4 separate regions of the Mus musculus genome follow, and all the other regions are linked to region 2. A link is a contact called in public Hi-C, Micro-C and promoter capture Hi-C data. All regions are on one chromosome and are shown on one strand. The core of a region is the stretch at or near the end of the contact, and the rest is flanking DNA. Distances in the headings are between cores, read along the strand shown.

Region 1 (4,550 bases), core at 465-2,964, 3.9 Mb after region 2:
ACAGAGGAGGTAGAACTACAAAACCACCACAAGTGGACTCAGTCGCTTCCTCTATTTTTGTTCTTCAGCTGCCATGAGGTAAAGTTTTTCTCTACCACACAGTCTTACATAATATACCATGTAAGACACCATGAGTCAAAGCAATAGATTGGATAACCATGGGTTCTAACCTCTGAAATCATAAACCATAATAAGACTTATAAATTGATTATCTCAAGTACTTTCACTTAGTGATGGACAACTGCCTAATGGAAGAGGTCTCAAGGAACCTATTTGAAAATGGACATAATACTACGATATAGAGAAAGGTGTTGTCTGATTCATACCAATGTGGAATGGGATCTGAATCCTATGGAAATATGCAAAAGTAAGTTATTTGTTCCATGGCAGAATTAGGGAAATGCAGCTTCAGGAGGAACAGCTTGTGCTCACAAAATTACTGATTATGTGATCGTTTTCAAAGAGGATTTGGGCCATTGAAGACAACAGGGATGACTGGTCTCAGGTGGTTTTTGATATCTCCTCTAACCAGCAAGCCTACTACAGAAGGGTTAAAAGGCATTGGCTCAAGAAGTAAAGCACAAGCATGACTTGTTGGTGATGCACTTGGGGACACACATGAGATCTCAGAGACGGACACACACTTCCACCAGAGAGTTTCTGATGGGACCGGTTCATATAAAACACATTCTGTTTCCACTTTCTTCTCATTTCGACACTTCTACCCAACCCTTAACTACTGCAGACTTCCAGTCAGAAATAAGACCAAGGTGAGTAATAATATCACAGCAGAATAAACTATAGCGACGATGGAGTTCATCCATAAACTGTTTTGACTGCATCCTAAGTGTCTTAGTGTCCTAAGGATGGAAGTGTTTATTGGGTTCACAGTGCAAGGTTTCAGCGCATTGTTGTGGTGATGTTATAGACAGCAGGAACTAGAGGTGGCTACTCACATCCAAGGTCAAGCGCACACAGCAATGAGTTATGCACGCATGCTAAGTAAGTCTTCAGTTCTGGTCCAGGGATGTGGAAATGTTACCACCCACATTCAGGGTGGGGCTTCTCACCTCAGCCCAATTAAAGGAAAAAATCCCTCACAAGCCCACAGGACAATGTATTCGAGACAATTTGTCACTGAGTCTTCCGAGATGGTTCTGCATTGTATCAAGCCCACAGACAAACGTCCACAATCAAAACTAAATATCACGCCGGGGTTTGTTTATTCAATTTAAATACACACTAATACACCACGGGACCCAGGCAAGCATCCCAGGTTTTCCCTCAGCTTCACATAAGATTTACAACAATCTCTGTTTTGTTCACTTGAGCATATTATTAGCACCTACAGTTCATAGACTCGGACATTTTAATTGTATGAAACCATCATGGAAATTCACAGGTACGCGCAGATGGAAAAAACAAAACAAAACGAAACATCACGTGGTAGCACAGTGCCGTCAAGCAATGACGTGACCTGGTCATCAGCAAATTATAAAGTCATCTGGGCAGATGACATTCTTTTATTCTGAGTCATTCCTGCACCAGGATGACTTCTGATTGCATAATGGGATCAAAACCTTGTTTTTGGAAGCAATGAAAACCCGTAATGTCACTCTACATTCAGAGGCACAGACACAGCCCTGCCTCCGTAAAGCTCCTAGAGTGCCAGCAAGATCAAGTGGCACGCAGGCCGCGCGTGGGCGGGCAGCGTGGTGACGTCACGGTGCGTCGGGTGCGCCCCGCCTCGGCTCGGCTGGTCGCCAGGGGACGCTCGCGGGCCGGGTCTCCTTGGCAACCCTCCGCTCTGCCCCTCCGCCCCTTTAACCTTTAGGCTGCGCAGTTCCGGGTCCCTCTTCGTTCCGTCCCGTCCCGTCCCGTGCCTTCCCTCCCCACCCCTTTGGGCTTATCCGGACCGGAAGCGAAGATGGCGGCGGCGGCGGCCGAGCTGGTGATCGGCTGGTGCATCTTCGGCCTCTTGCTCCTGGTAGGGGAGGCGCTCCGAGTTCTCCCAGGGTGAGGGGGTGGGAGGAGGAGGAGGGCGGGCCAGCGCTGGCCTCGCCTGTCGGGGACCCTCCTCGCCCGCCCTGCTCTCTGCTGGGTCCGCGAGGGTCTCCGGAGGAAGGCGAAGAGGCGCTGATCCTCCGCGGTCTCCTTCCTAACTTCAGCCAGCTTCTGTCTCTTGTCTGAGAATGTAGCTGGCGGGTGAGTTTGGGGACGAGCGACCCTCGGGGTGGAGAAAGGCGTGATCACGGCTTGAATTGGAGTCCTCACCGCCTCTGGGCCAGGCTTCTGGGCTCTGACAGAATCAATTGTTTATTTGTTTAAATGCCTCCTTCCCCCCCCGCCCCCCCTTGTTTCCCCGCGCCCATTGTGCGATTCTGCCTTGATGACGTGAGTGTCACGTTCTAGGTATTACATTCCACTTAGAACGCTGTAGAGCCGCTTGGCCAGGCGGGAGGTTATTACCTGTCTGACCTCAGGTGCCTTCTTTTCCAGACTTCTCTGATCATTGGGTGCACAAAACCCAACTGTAGTGACTCAGAGTGACCTGGTTGTTACTTTCTGACTTCGTTTAGTTTGCTTCTCTTATGACATTTCATATTGTCAAATCCTTCCCCACTCTACAAAGACTTCAGTCCTATGGTCAGTTAGTGTTTGCATTTTGAAACTCGTCCGATGTGTTTCAGATTCCCTATACTGACCCTTGGGTAGTTTGTTCAGGTAGTCAAGTTTTTCAGTTTTTCATCAGGTAGCGCGCGCACGCGCGCACACACACACACACACAGAGATACAGACACACACACAGACACACACACGCACACGACACTTGCCTTGCATGTTCAGGAACCCTAAATTCAGTCTTAGTACTGGCATGCTCCCTTCACTTTAACAAATCCCATTGCCCTGGGCCATGCTTAGCTTGTGTCCTGGAGGGAGGCTATCTAGCCCTGTACTAGGAGAGAATTCACTGGCTTTCCCAGCCCATATGTTTAGTGAAAAATAAGCATGTTACCAGCAGGAACGTAGAGTTGGAGTATCTTGATTAATGAAAAAGCATTTAAAGCACAGTAGTTTTACTGTGGATACAGTAGTTTTATCTAGGAGGATACAAACAAAATAATAAGTGGCTTTTTAAGAGGGGGCTGATCATAAGTTAGGAAATAGAGATCTTAAGCATTGAAAGAGAAAATATGATTTTATAAGGGAAATAGGACTTGGGAGAGGATACTGTTGGAAGAAAGTGCCAGTGGAAAAGTAGCCTTTGGATAGTTTGTGGCCTTGAATCAGGAACAACCCGGCAGTAGAGAAGTACTGTTGCGAGGTGCAAAATGTGATTTACTAAAAATTAAACGGACAGTGGTGGCACACGCCTTTAATCCCAGCACTTGGGAGTCAGAGGCAGGTGGATTTCTGAGTTCAAGGCCAGCCTGGTCTACAGAGTGAGTTCCAGGACAGCCACAGATACACAGAGAAACTCTGTCTCAAAAAACAAACAAAACAAAAAACAACAACAAAAACCCCCAAACAAACAAAAATTACTGTCAGTCTGTTTAGTGCTTGGCTTATTAGAAAGGAGCTGTATTCATGTCTGCTTTTCGTTCTGTCTTCAAGAAAGTTATTTTGGTTGAAGTGTGTGTACAAAACCTAGTCAGAAGTAGAGGACTGTTTTGGTAGCTGGAGATGTTCTTTGTGATTGCACCAAAAGCTAGCACATACCAGTTTCTTCAGGTTCTGTGGCAGTGTGCAATCTAAAACCGAGAGCGTTGTCTTCCCTTACGTTCAAGGCCATGAGTCCGACTAAGTGCTGAGGGGAGCTTTTGCCCATTCCTGGCTCTGTTTTGTGATCTCTGTTTGCTACTTAGGAGCTAGTGGTAACTCGCAGTTCATCTCCTAAATATGGATATACTGAATTAGGCAGCATCATATATTACACTTATTAAACACAGATCTGGTCAGAAATGTCCTGAGAAGTCCTAAGTATTGAAAAGTTGTCAAGCTCACACTACTGTGTTCAAGCTTTCCAAGTTTCTAAATGTCACTCAAAAGCTTGAGGTTTTAAATTACACTTTAGGGCTGGAGAGATGGCTCAGCAGTTAAGAGCGCTGACTGCTCTTCCAGAGGTCCTGAGTTCAATTCCCAGCAACCACATGGTGGCTCACAACCATCTGTAATGAGGACCCGATGCCCTCTTCTGGTGTCTCTGAGGACAGCGATAGTGTGCTCACATACATGAAATAAATAAATCAATCTTTAAAAAATATATGTTAAATTACACTTTATTCATTTGTATGGTTTGTATGTGTGTTGTTCCTGGGGCTGGGGTGGAGTCAGTGCAGGTGTGTGTGTGCATGTGTTCATGCATGAGAGAGTGCACCGCAATGTGTGGGTGGAGGCCAGAGGACAACTTCCTTCTATTTATGGGTCTTGGGAACAAGCTCAGCTCTGACACCAACATCTATGCTGGTTAAACCCTCTGTAGGTTTTGTAAGTGATATTTCATTTTTGTTCATTTGAGAAGTACCACTAAAAACCAAAGTCTAAGTCAC
Region 2 (4,120 bases), core at 731-3,230:
AACAGCCAAAAGAACAAGCAAGCAGATGGGTACACAGTGACAAGCTGTAAACACTGGTAGAAAGGGGTATCGTCGAGTGAGAGTAAGCCTGTCCTGAATCTAAGGGATTCCAGTAATATTAGAAGGTCAGAAGGCAGGCAAGCTCAGCAGTGGGGTCTACAACTGCATCAAGAACTTGGGGGTACTTAAGGACATATTACATAAAGGCTGGGTGGTCAGTTCTGTGTTCTTGCCCTCTGGTGTAACGTACTTCTGTCTTTCAGCGGAAAAATGTTCTTTCCTACATTATAAAACAGGTGTATGCCTTTCTGGACAAGGAGAACACACCTGCTGTCTCTATCAATAGAGCATTAAGGACCACTGAGCATTCAATTTATAAAGGGGTTACTGATCGTGGGGGTGGGGGAGGGTTCTATTTATACCATGGGAGGTCAGCATAAAGGTATTCAAAAGTCCTAAGCAGGGACTTGGGAGCTACTTAAAGCCTACACCAGCAAAGATGACACTAGCCACTATGTCACTTACACATGAGGATGCCAGCATGTTGATATATGTCTCAACGGTGCCCAGGAAGTAGACAGCTGCAGACAACCCTTTCCTCCTGTCCAGCATGCCCTATCACATACTATCATGATCATTAACAGTTCTCCTATATGCTTACATTTTAATTGGGAATTAGAATGGCCTAAGTCTTAAAGACTTAGTAAAAACAAACAAAAAAACTTGCAATATGAAAATTTAACTTTAAAATCTGGATGTTAGCACACCTGACTGTAGACATATTTCAAAATCATGATGTATATTTGAAATGTAATTTAAATACTCTTAAAATTCAAATTTAAATTGCTTTTCATTGATCAACAAACTTCCAGGGCTCATCAACATCCTATAGCTTTAAATTTTGGATTACACTTAAACCCATTTTACCTGCATACAAAACACTTGATTCACTAAAAAGAGAGCTGTCATAAATTGTTAGTCTCGCTCCTACCCTCACCAGCATCAGGCCAGTCATTAAATCTGAGGGCTCTGAGCCAGTTACATTAGCTTTTCCAAAGAAGAGCCTGTTTACACCTGACCAGTCTCCTTGCAAGTTGTGTGGGGTTTGGGGGGAACACATGAATTTAGAGACAAACTAAATTACTTTGGAGAAAACCCTAGTAACTCATGAAGATATACAGGAGCAAGAAAATGACAAGAGGAGATAATGAGAAAATGAAAATGATCAAAATACATTATGTGCTTATGAAGTTTCATAATGTAACCCGTATGTATAGTTAACATATCCTAATGTAAGAGGTTTCAAGAAAAATAGGCTGCTCAGAGGAAGACGGCAAGCACAAGGCCTGGGTACCATGTCAAGTAGGCTATGGGGATCAGTAGCAGTAATTATAAGAGGGAGTGATAAGAAAGAAATATGACCAAAATACATTATGTGTTTATGAAATTTCATAACGAAACTAATACATGAAAAGAATGTAACTTTTAAAATCTGGAGGTACATCTTTAGGAGAGAAAAAAAGATAACAGGAAGTTGCAGAGAAAAGAAGTTATCAGCGGCCCTGGTCCTCCGCGGGGTCCCCAGCACCGTGCCCGGTCACCCGCGGGAACCCCCTCAGCCGTGCCCGGTCACCCGCGGGACCCCAGCACCGTGCCCAGTCACCCGCGGGGACCACATCAGCCGTGCCCGGTCACCCGCGGGAACCCCATCAGCCGTGCCCGGTCACCCGCGGGAACCCCCTCAGCCGTGCCCGGTCACCCGCGGGACCCCAGCACCGGGCTCGCGGCCCGAGCCTCACCTCGTCATCCAGGAAGTCCAAGTAGTCTCTCTGCGCTTCCCGCAGCTCCACATCATCCAGCACTACTGTGCCCGCCATGTCGCAGCTCCGAAATCGCCGGCCACCAAACAGTCCGGAAACGCGTGACACCGCCTTGGCGCCAAAACTTCCCAAGTTTTCCCGCCACGGAAGTTTATGGTGGAGGAAGCATGGAGCAGAGACGCGTTATGATTGGCTAACCACTTCAATAGCCTTTCATTCCGTGCCTGGATTGGAGAGAAATGGTCACTTTCTCCGCCCTAATAGGAAGTCTGACCAATGGTACAGAGAGGACGCTCAAAACCCACCCCCTGGAAATTGAGCAACAGGAAGGCTAGGAAGCACTGCATTCTGGGAGTTGTGGTCCTTCCCACCTCACCCCCTGTTTTTCTTTTCTTTTTTTTTTTTCTTTGCCTGTAGGAAGTTTTGTCAAATCGGAAGTTAGGATTTACTGAGGGGGGAGGTCTAAGTTTGCACCCCATATGCACAGGTACAAATGAAGGCCAAAGGTTGATATCCGGTGTCTTCCTCAATCTTTCTCCACCTTGTATTTTTGAAAGACGAACAGGATACCCACTGACCCATCTCTTTAGCCTCCATATTATTGATTCTAACACACTTTGTCTTCTAGCCTTCATTTCCTCCTATACAAAATGAGGAATCTGAATTCAAAATTCTCCAGTAAGCCATCACTAGTATTCCAAGAGCAAGTTAGAAATGGTGTAAAGACAAATTTTATTCACGGAATCATGCTATTGCCTTTAACACAGCCTTGATTTGCTGTATCTTGATCTGTAACCTTGAAGACACAGAGATATATAATTCGTATTTCTCCCCACTTTCACAAGGTCATGAGATAGATAAGCAGAAAATCAGATTGTTAAAAAAAAAAAAAGCATAGTTAGTATATCTAAGGGTTCCACTGCTGTTCACATGCTTGCTTTGCTTGCTATCTGTTGGCTTTCTGCCTTAGGCACTAATGGGCCAAGGCTGATTTACAAGGTGAAATAATTGCTAAGAGGCTGCCTGGAAAGCAGCATGCAGAAACAGTCAAAATCAAGGCATTGCAAAGTATACAAAGTACTTCCTTTTTTTCTGTCTCCAGCCCAAAGAAAACACTTGGAGTGGGCGACCCTGAAGTGGAGAACAGATGAGTTATGGGTACCGGATGCCGCTTCCAAGATGATGCCCACCATGTTATCCTGTTGAAAGAGGGGACTGATAGCTCTCAAGGCATTCCTCAACTCATGAGTAACAGCTCGTGAGTAACATTGTCTGTGTTTGCCAAGTGATTGCTGGGGCTATAAGACCACCCTGGGTCCTCATGGCAACTTATTGTGGATGGCCAAGGCAAAACAACAATTTCTACTTCTGAAACTCCTCGATGGTGGACATCCTGCAGCAAAGACTTTAGTGGACATTGCCGGATCCGAAGACACTGACACTAGTGATGGCACCACCGTGGTGATCCTGCTGGCTGAGGAGTTTCTGAAGCAGGTGAAGTCCTGTGTGAAGGAAGGGTTATGCCCTCAGATCATCATCTGAGCTTTCTGCACAGCCACCCAAAATCAAAGAGATAGCTGTGACTATAAAGAAGCAAGATAAAGTAGAAGAGAGGAAGATGCTAGGGAAGTGTGCAGTGACAGCCCTGAGCTCCAAGCCCTGAGCTCCAAGCTGATCTCCCAGCAGAAGGCCTTCTTTGCCAAGGTGGTGGCTGATGCTGTGATGATGCTCAATGAGTTGTTGTAGCTTAAAATGACTGACACCAAGAAGGTGCAGGGTGGAGCCCTAGAGGAGTCTCAGTTGGTGCCTAGTGTCGCGTTCAAGAACACGTTCTCGTAGTCTGGGTTTGAAATGCAGCCCAAGAATTATGAGAATCCCACAATTGCCTTCTCAAATGTTGAGCTCAAGCTGAAAGCAGAGAAAGATAATGCTGAAATCAGAGTTCACACGCACCAGGCAATTCTTGATGCCAAGCGGAACATTCTTTATGACAAGTTAGTCATAGTCGGGAGCCAAAGTCGTGTTCTCTAAACCCCCTATTGCGGATGTGGCCACCCAGTACTTTGCTGATAGGAACATGTTCTGTGCTGGCCACTGGCCTGAGGAGGATCTGAAAAGGACAATGATGGCCTGTGGAGGCTCAACCCAGACCAATGGGAATGCTCTGATTCCAGATGTGCTGGGCCACAGCCAGGTGTTTAAAGAGACCCAAATTAGAGGCAAGAGGTGCAATTTCTTCACTGGTTTCCCTAAGGCCAAGACATGTACCACCATCCTCTGTGGTGGCGCTGAGAAGTTTA
Region 3 (4,302 bases), core at 1,444-3,943, 4.7 Mb before region 2:
GCCAGCTTTGGTTCTGCGGGCACATAGAAGTTGCCAGCTTTCCTTGCCATCCTGGCCATCCGAATCTCAGTGCGGTACATCTGCCTGTACTCCTTGTGATAGTGCTTTGCCTTCTCATAGATGAGCTTCCTCCTTGCCTTTCGAAGCTGAAAAACCAATGGCCAGTCAGTCATAATTCTTGGCTCTGAAACAGAGCACAGCATCAGTTTTATACAAGGATGACTTGAGAATATCAAACCAGGAAGATCTCTCTTCAATCTCACCCCACGCTCAGTCCCAATAAGCTCCCTGGCCCACTAAAGACCTCCAAAGTTTACTTACTGTCTTCAGGGCAAACTTCTTCCTCAGGCGCTTCACCTTCAACTCTGCGAAATTCCTTCGCTTTTTCTTGAGGGTTTCTGGCACAGCGGGAACCTTTTTCTTGAGAGTTTTTGGCCCAGCAGGAACCTTTTTCTTAAGGGTTCCTGGCACAGTGGCAACCTTCTTTTTCTTCTCTCTGTTGTTTGTAGAGAATTACTAGTAGGTCAAAAAACTTCCTGGTGATGTATCACACACACTAGGTGCTCAGAACTACGTTAAAACTGTCACCCACTCAAACCGGCAGCATCTAGCATCTCCGTCGTTCCCGAAAGCTCTACTGGAGATGCAGCGTTCATGCCCACAACCTTCACGTTATACACACCTTACTTAAAGGTAAACATGTATGACATTAAAGAGATTTATGCCTAACCCCAGCCATCAGTCCTGGCCTGTGAATTGTTACAAGTTGTCAAGTCACACTGAAAAAACTGTACTGCACACTTTTTGGGTTCCAGGACTCACTGATCCTCGATCAAGTCTCAAGCTCCATATGCAGGAGGCTGCCGGTAAGCAGCCGGCTAAGATAACTTTAGCTACAAAGGATCTCGTTCCATGATTCCGCGGAATACATTCTACCGAAGAACGGACCTCCGCCCAAGTAGCCGGATCCGCAGTCTGCCCTCAGTTTGCTCCTGGTACTGCCAAGGCCTCCGCGCGGAGGCCCCCCGCACTCCCTCCTAGTACCACACGGCGTCACAAACACCCAGACAGGCAGGCAGTGGTTCCAGGCTACACTCAGATACAGGAAAAGTGAGACAAAATGCCTCTAGTTTGGGGGATGGAGAAGGATTCTGGGGGAGAGAAGAATCGACTTACGGAACAGCCTCCATGGTTCCAGCCGGAAAAGAAGAGAGAAAGGTGGCGCATGCGCACTGTCTCCTTAAAGGTCTCAGGGCGCGAAGCCCCACGCCTTATAGCTGTCCTGAGATAAGCCGGAAAATAATCTAGAATTGAGATTTTTGCACTTTGCTGGCGCAAAATGAACAGCTTGGCTTAGTCACGGCCAGCCAACTTTATGGTAAAACTCATCGGAAAACAAATGCACTGAATACATTTTTTTTTTTTTTTTTTTTTTTTTTAATGAATAGAGTGGGGACACCTCGTCAGCTCTGGGCTTAATTTCTCCAGGTTGCGTTGACAACCCTAGGGTCAGGCTCTGCGGAATTCGTTGGACCCAAAAGGCATGTTCAGGGATGTGAACTACAAGTCCCAGCATGCGTCGCTGCATAACCCGCGGGGCTGGAGGGCGACGTTGACCGACACTCTGGGCAGCCTTCGCGGCGGTGATTCCCATTAGGCTCACTAGAGTATGAGGCTTCACGTCCTCAGCGGCTAGCTGAGCTATGAAATCACTGTCTGTCACCTCCTCCGGCTCTCTGCGGCCCGTGGCCACGCAGCCCTGCTCCCCCACCTCGGCTGCGCTGCCGAGGTCCTTTTTCCGCCCGACTGCCGGGCTGTCTTCCGCAGCGCCTGATCATCGGCCGCCAGGTCCACAGTCCCTCGGTTGGCGAAAGCAGCGAGACCGGGAAGAGTGATGACCCGAAGGTCCGAGGAGGATGGGGGGGTTCGCTGCTGCGGGACCCGGCAGGCGCAAGCCACGGCGACCCTCAGCAGGGGGCGTGAGCCGCGAAGAGTGGCACGACGAGGGCGGGAGCCTTCGGCCGCGGTCGTGGAAGAGGGGCTGCCCCGCGCGGTGGGGCGGCCGGCGGGAGGGCGAGCGGGGAGGGGAGGCTGGGCCGGGGGCGGGGTGCGACCGGGGGCGGGGAGGGCCGAGCTGAGGGAGGGCCGATGCCACTGCAGCGGCCGGCGCTTCCCGGCGGTGGGTTATATAGCGCGGAGTGTGGAGCTACCTCAGAGCCGGCTGGGAACGCTCAGACGCTGCGGGGCCCCGTGCCCGAGTGACAGCGGCGCGAGTGCAGGGCAGGGGACCCGAGTCGCGCTGGCAGCTCGAGCGGTTGGCAGCCCTCGCGTGCGCCCCGCAAGTCGGCCCTTCCCGGCGCTGCCCGCACCCTCCCGCAACTTGAGTCAAGTTGACAACTCCCGCGTCCCGACGCATCCGCTCGGCGCACCCCTGTCCTAGGAAGACGGGGAGCCGCTGCAGCAGCGCCGGGGACGTTCGGGCGGCGGCGGCTTGGCCATGAGGGCAGCGCGCGTCGCCTAACTCGCGGCTGTCACCGCCGCTGCAGCGGGACTGGACGGACGGACGGACGCTGTGGGACAAACAGGCGGCCGCCAGCAGGAGGCGCCGAGCCGGGAGCAGCGGCAGGCACAGCCCGTGGCCACTGCGCCGAGCCCGGGCGGAACTGGCCCCGCGCAATTCAGCCCCGCAGCACCTCGGGGGCGGACTCCGGGCGCAGCCTTCGCGTCCGGATCGCGGTGACAAGCGCCTCCGGGGCCAGGAGCTGGGCTGTCTGGCGCAGGGAGAGTGAGGACACGGTGCTGGGCTGCTGCGGGACCCGGGGCGTCGCGATGAACATCGTAGTGGAGTTCTTCGTGGTCACTTTCAAAGTGCTGTGGGCGTTCGTGCTGGCCGCGGCGCGCTGGCTGGTGCGGCCCAAGGAGAAGAGCGTGGCCGGCCAGGTGTGCCTCATCACGGGCGCGGGCAGCGGCCTGGGCCGCCTCTTTGCTCTCGAGTTCGCCCGGCGCCGGGCGCTGCTGGTTCTCTGGGACATCAACACGCAGAGCAATGAGGAGACCGCAGGCATGGTTCGCCACATCTACCGGGACCTGGAGGCGGCCGACGCTGCTGCTCTGCAAGGTAATGCCTGTGTATTGTTGAGTCAAACATCTCCCCAGCCCGGAGGGTCTCCACTGCCTAGTGTCATGGGCAGCCTCGCTCTCCCGGAAAGGAACACCCCGCTGGTCTTCTGGAAGGCGAGTGGAATTTGCCCCTTGATAAGAGAGCAAGGTTTTCTGTGTTAGAAGACTGAAAGCGTGCAAAACATAGGAGATCCTGTTTCTTCGGTCCCAAGCTGAGGTTTCCTAAACTCTGCGAGTAGTGTAAGACAGGGGGAACTTGCTACCGCAGGTTTGGGTCCAAAAGTAATTTCTCAGTCTGATTTGCATGTGGCATGATGGGAAGATAGAGAGTCTTGAGAAGTTGTTTCCACAGTGGACTGAAACAGTTATCTGTTTCTGTGAGGTCTGAGCTGCTTAGACTTGGGCGCTATAGATCCTTTCACTATAACTTTAGCTCCTGGAAAATAATTACATTGTTTCCCCAGCCTTAAGTAAGTGCTTTAGTTACTAACCCTGAGTAAATATGAGTGCTTCCCTTCCTCTTGAGAAAGTGCTTTCTCTCGCCCCCCCCCGCCCCCCCCCCGCCTTTTGCAAAATTTCTCTCATGATTTGGAGGCACCCCAATCTACATCTTATGTGTTTAACAATTAGTTTGCGCCTGAAACTTTTTTAAAGCCTAAGTAGAGATCATGACCCACTATAGATACTGTTCTAGGAAAATTGGTGGCTAAATTGACTTGGGCTCCATTCTCCCATATACCTGTCATTTGTTACCAAACTTACCAGAAGCTGTGTGTTTTATGTAAGGTTCAAAATGTTACATTTTCAAAGCTAGTGTGGAGAGGCAACAAATTTGGGCATTTGTGCTCCCTACCCAATCTTAAAAGCAATGCTTTAGAGAAGAGATTTTGATTTCGATGCTGTTTGGACTCTAATGTGGTACACTTGCATATTATTAACCTCTAAACTTTATCTGTGAGATTAATTCTTAGGGGAATCAGTTTAAAATTAAACCAGTGACTTGCATTCTTTCATTAGAAACTGCTCATTCATTGCTTGGCTTTGAATGAGTTTAGATTGTTGCTTACAGTTTGGATTTGTGAGCCTTAAAGTGAATTTCTGTTTTGAGAGCAGAGCTCTCTCTGGCCACCAGCTTCCTCCCCACCCCCATCTGCAATGTGTGTTATTCTCTGGGCTGAGATC
Region 4 (4,139 bases), core at 315-2,814, 4.2 Mb before region 2:
GAACTTAGTATACAGAGAAGTAAACTATCACCTTGCTTCTATACCATTGCCTATGTACACTGCAGCATTCCTATCTTATCTAGCAATGAAGCAGATTTTCTCCATTTGAAATAGATACCATCTGGGTGTGGTGATCTACTCCTTCAATCCCAGTGCTTGGAAGCCAGAGGCATACGGGCCATGCAAGTATACATGGTCGAGTTTCAGGCTAGCAAGGGCTACAAGTCTCAAAAAAGAAATGGATTTTTTTAAAAAATAGCATTATGAGGTAATAAACCAACATTTCTTGTGTGTGTGTGTGTGATGCTGGAGAACCAGCCCAGGGTCTCTGGACATTAGGCAAACATGCTACATCAAATTACCGACCCAGTCTGGTAATTAGAGAAATATCATATGAAGGATGAGAAGCCATTTATAAATTAAATAGGGGGATGAAGATATGGAGTAGTGGCACACAAGAGTGCGGACTCAGTGTAGTTGAGGTCCAAGGTTAATCCAAGCAAGTTGAAAAGATAAGAGCCAGCATGGCGGCTACACCTTTAAAACTAACAACTGGGAGATAGGCCTGGTGGGCCACACATTTAGACCAGACGAGTTACTGAGTACAACTTCCATGTCATCCAAGAGTACTCAAAAAATTGATAAATAGAAATATAGAAACCCCAAATTACTATAAATTAACAAACATCCATGATATAAAACCACAACAGTTTACTCATCACTGAAGATTAAATCCACTTGTGAACTTCGACGGCTTAATAACACATAATATAAACGAGATCAAGTATTTACCATCTTAGACCACTTAACAGAAAATAAAATTCAATTTGGGACTAAGAAGCAGATCTGGTAGTATGGACCAAGTTGTAAAACTATTTCAATTGCTTTCTACACTAGAAAGTGCAGAGTAGGCATGCTTGCACTAAATGACAAAACTTTCATGCTCACAAAACTGAAGAGTTCCTTAAGGGAAACTAAATAAATGGGCACTGTACCTGGCACTAGATAACTCCTTTCAGGCAAAAATGAGAGGTAGATAGATGCACAAATGAGCCAATGTACCCAGCCAGGCAGAAATTACCCAAGTTGTCCAGAAGGTAAACTTTCTTTCAGGGTCCTATAGCTTAAAGCGGCGAGGGCTCTCTCCTGGGTCTAGCGACTGATTTTAACAGTAAAACAAATACAAGCGCACATGAGGTAGGCAAAACGGAAAAGCGATCCGGCTGCCATGCTCTTAACTCCACCCTCCCCGCGCTCAGCCTGGAGGAGGCCCAGCCAGCCCGCACCTCCTGTCCTCTCCCCTTTCCAGACCCACCGAGCTGAGCTAGTTAAGGTCCCGCCAAACTCCTCTCCCCTCCCCCAAGCCAGGAGCTGGGGAGGCCGGAGAGACTCAGAGCTTCCGTTCCTTCCCCGCCCAGACGGGAAGGGGTGAGCAGAGGGATAACTAAAGCATCCAGTCCCAGCCGCACTAACTCTCCTAGCGAAATCAGATCCCGATTCCCACCATAGCCCGACACTCACTAGCCAGTCCCGCAGCTACCGCAGCCGTAACCCCACGTACCGCCACAGCCCCTATTCAGGGCCGCCCCCCTCCCACCCCCAGCGGCCTACCCCTGTGGGTTCCGGGGCACAGAAAGGAATTACTTCCGTCGCGTCACAGCCGCTTTCTGTAACGCGCGGGAGACTGGTACCTGGCAAGGCCGAGACGCGATCTGCCGGTAACTTGCGTCTGGAGGAAGTGCGTTGTGGGCAGTAAAACAGGCCCATTTAAGAGACATCGCTACCAAATCCCAACCAATGAGATGCTAGGACTTCTTGGTTCCCAGAATGCAGCGCCATCCGGATCCAATTTCTGCCGAGAAAAGCTGAGCCGGCGAGGCAGCAGTGCATTCTGGGATATGTAGTTTCTTACAAGGTTTCGGCTAGTGTTTGGTCCGAAGTGACACTGCATCTTGGGACTTGTGGTTTTCTGTGTAGCGCTGAAATTTTTGATGTCTTTAAAGCTTGTCTCAACCTCTTTGTTTAAAGTAATACACATCAACGGGCATCTTAACAAGCTCCCAATGTGTTTGCCTCATTTCCTCTCTTCCCGATATAGGTCAGTGTTTACTGAAATATGCCACGCCCACCCGTCCAGTTCTCGCTGCCTATCACCATTACTTAAATCAGGGCCCATTATTTCTGCTCCTCACCTCCCCAGTTCCACGCCCCCCTCAACCAAACCTTTTCATTGGCTTTTCCGTGGTTACCTAGGCACCTTTCCTAGAAAGCTGAAAAGCAGCTCAGTTAAGTTTCCTCTCTGCTGTTTTCATGGAGTGGGCTTGAAAACCTAGATTCAAGATACTCAGTTAATCAGTCGCAGCTGTGTAATAGTATCCCACAAAAGGAAGTATAGTATGTATGTGCTATTTGGAATTTCTGAAACTTCTCAAAGGGTTTTGTTTTTGAATTTTTGAGACAGGGTATTTCAGTGTTACCCTGGAACTACGAGTCCCAGACTAGCTATGTATTTGGGGACAATTCTATCTCCTTCCTTAGCCATCAGGCACAGTAATTTCCCTATGTAATCCTTGGCTGCCCTCCAACTCCAATTTATAATTCTGTTTCAGCCTCAAAGTGTTGAAACGACAGGTGTTGCCTACCATGGGTTGCTCTGAAAGTGTTTGTCTGTTTGTTTGTGTTTGTGTTTTTGCTTTATTTGATTTGGCAGCTATGTATGCTTTTATGGAATTGAAAGCAAAAATATAGCTGCGGCCTTGAATTAATTTTCAAAGGCTTTGGAGAAATAATGAAAGTGTTTTGGTTGTATCCATAATTCAAAGTAGTTTCATAGTAAAAGAGGCATTTGGTAGCAGAAGATAAAACTAAAGAAAAAAATATGAAAAAACTAAGTGAGACCTGAGTCTCCCTTTAGGCAGTAAGGGTGGGCCCGACTTCCATCGTATATCTTGACTAAAGAACCAAGGATAGGTTCATGCGGCTGGCTCAGGATTCCGTTGGTTTGTTTTAAGATTTATTTGTTTGCTTTTTAAATTTTATTTGTTTTTTTTTCTTTTTCTTTTCTTTTTTTTTTGTTTCTGTTTTTTGTTTTGTTTTGTTTTTGTTTTTGTTTTTTTGAGGCAGGGTTTCTCTGTATAGCCCTGGCTATCCTGGAACTCACTCTGTAGACCAGGCTGGCCTTGAACTCAGAAATCCTTCTGCCTCTGCCTCCCAAGTGCTGGGATTAAAGGCGTGCGCCACCACGCCCGGCATAATTTTATTTGTTTTTAAGATTTATGTATTTATTTATTATTTGTGTTTTTATGTATGAGTGCTCTATCTGCATGCCAGAAGAGAGCACCAGATCCCATTATAGATGGTTGTGAGCCACCATGTGGTTGCTAGGAGTTGAACTCAGTACCTATGGAAGAAAAGCCAGTGAGCATTTAACTGCCGAGACATCTCCCCAGTCCCATGGATTCCTTCTAAAAGGACACAGAAAAGGGAACTAGGTCAGACAACTGCGATAGGTTTTTGGTTGGGTCTTTTTTGTTTGTTTGTTTCTCTGCTACTGGTGAAATGAATCAATTCAAGCCAGAGTGAGATGATATTAAGTGCAGGATTATTGGAAGTTGCTCTCTGGCCCCAAGGACAGAAGCCAGAGAGGAAGGAAGAGAATTGTACATATTCTCTGCTCACTCCTTTTCCAGTTTCCTTCCCGTTTGAGGGTATGAGAAATGGCTTGAGATGACTTTGGCAAGCTTTGATCTTCAGGTACTCTTGCTCCGTTAAGCTCACCAAGAGCTAAGAAAGGCTCTGTAACTCTCAAAGCAATCAGTACCACTAACCTAACCTGTTTTGTATCACTAATTTTAAGTGTCTTTCTGCTAAAGCTCAATGTTACTAGTAGATTTCCTATAGATACACATATGCCAACCCTAGCCATGATGCTGATGTTGTTTTCCATATTTTGAGGTTGGAAGCTGGTTTTGTTTTGTTCAAAGAGTGACCTTCTGTCTAATATGGGGCCTGAACTCTCAGCTATTAGCACCCCCCCACAACAAAGTCAGGTATTAAGGACAACCCCCCCCACACACACACACAGAGTTTCTCTGTGTAGCCCAGGCTGTCCTGGAATTCACTCTGTAGATCAGGCTGGC

What was found. Promoter capture Hi-C pulls out the DNA fragments that hold promoters and counts their contacts. A called contact is a pair of places that touch in the nucleus more often than the background predicts.
Region 1: a Hi-C map of CD4 T cells shows a contact between it and region 2, with 9 times the contacts expected there. The contact joins the promoter of Lmbrd1 here to the promoter of Mcm3 in region 2. A contact is called at or near these places in 1 of 39 promoter capture datasets (embryonic stem cells) and 1 of 484 Hi-C or Micro-C datasets (CD4 T cells).
Region 3: a contact with region 2 is called in a Micro-C map of embryonic stem cells, with 10 times the contacts expected there. The contact joins the promoter of Rdh10 here to the promoter of Mcm3 in region 2.
Region 4: a contact with region 2 is called in a promoter capture Hi-C map of cranial neural crest. The contact joins the promoter of Eloc here to the promoter of Mcm3 in region 2. A contact is called at or near these places in 2 of 39 promoter capture datasets (cranial neural crest and pre-B cells).

Annotation. Positions count from the first base shown.
Region 1 is chr1:24,676,830-24,681,379 of GRCm38.p6, forward strand. It overlaps Lmbrd1 (LMBR1 domain containing 1), which reads left to right and starts at 1,715. Exons shown (of 16, transcript NM_026719.2): 1 at 1,715-1,987. The coding sequence starts at 1,928.
Region 2 is chr1:20,818,332-20,822,451 of GRCm38.p6, forward strand. Mcm3 (minichromosome maintenance complex component 3) reads right to left here and starts at 1,981. Exons shown (of 17, transcript NM_008563.3): 1 at 1,800-1,981. The coding sequence starts at 1,877. It also overlaps the pseudogene Gm20587.
Region 3 is chr1:16,103,189-16,107,490 of GRCm38.p6, forward strand. Rdh10 (retinol dehydrogenase 10 (all-trans)) reads left to right here and starts at 2,694. Exons shown (of 6, transcript NM_133832.3): 1 at 2,694-3,118. The coding sequence starts at 2,830. It overlaps Rpl7 (ribosomal protein L7), which reads right to left and starts at 1,245. Exons shown (of 7, transcript NM_011291.5): 1 at 1,177-1,245; 2 at 322-496; 3 at 1-146. The coding sequence starts at 1,190.
Region 4 is chr1:16,655,301-16,659,439 of GRCm38.p6, forward strand. Eloc (elongin C) reads right to left here and starts at 1,565. Exons shown (of 4, transcript NM_026456.4): 1 at 1,522-1,565. D030040B21Rik (RIKEN cDNA D030040B21 gene) reads left to right here and starts at 2,252. Exons shown (of 4, transcript NR_037998.1): 1 at 2,252-4,139.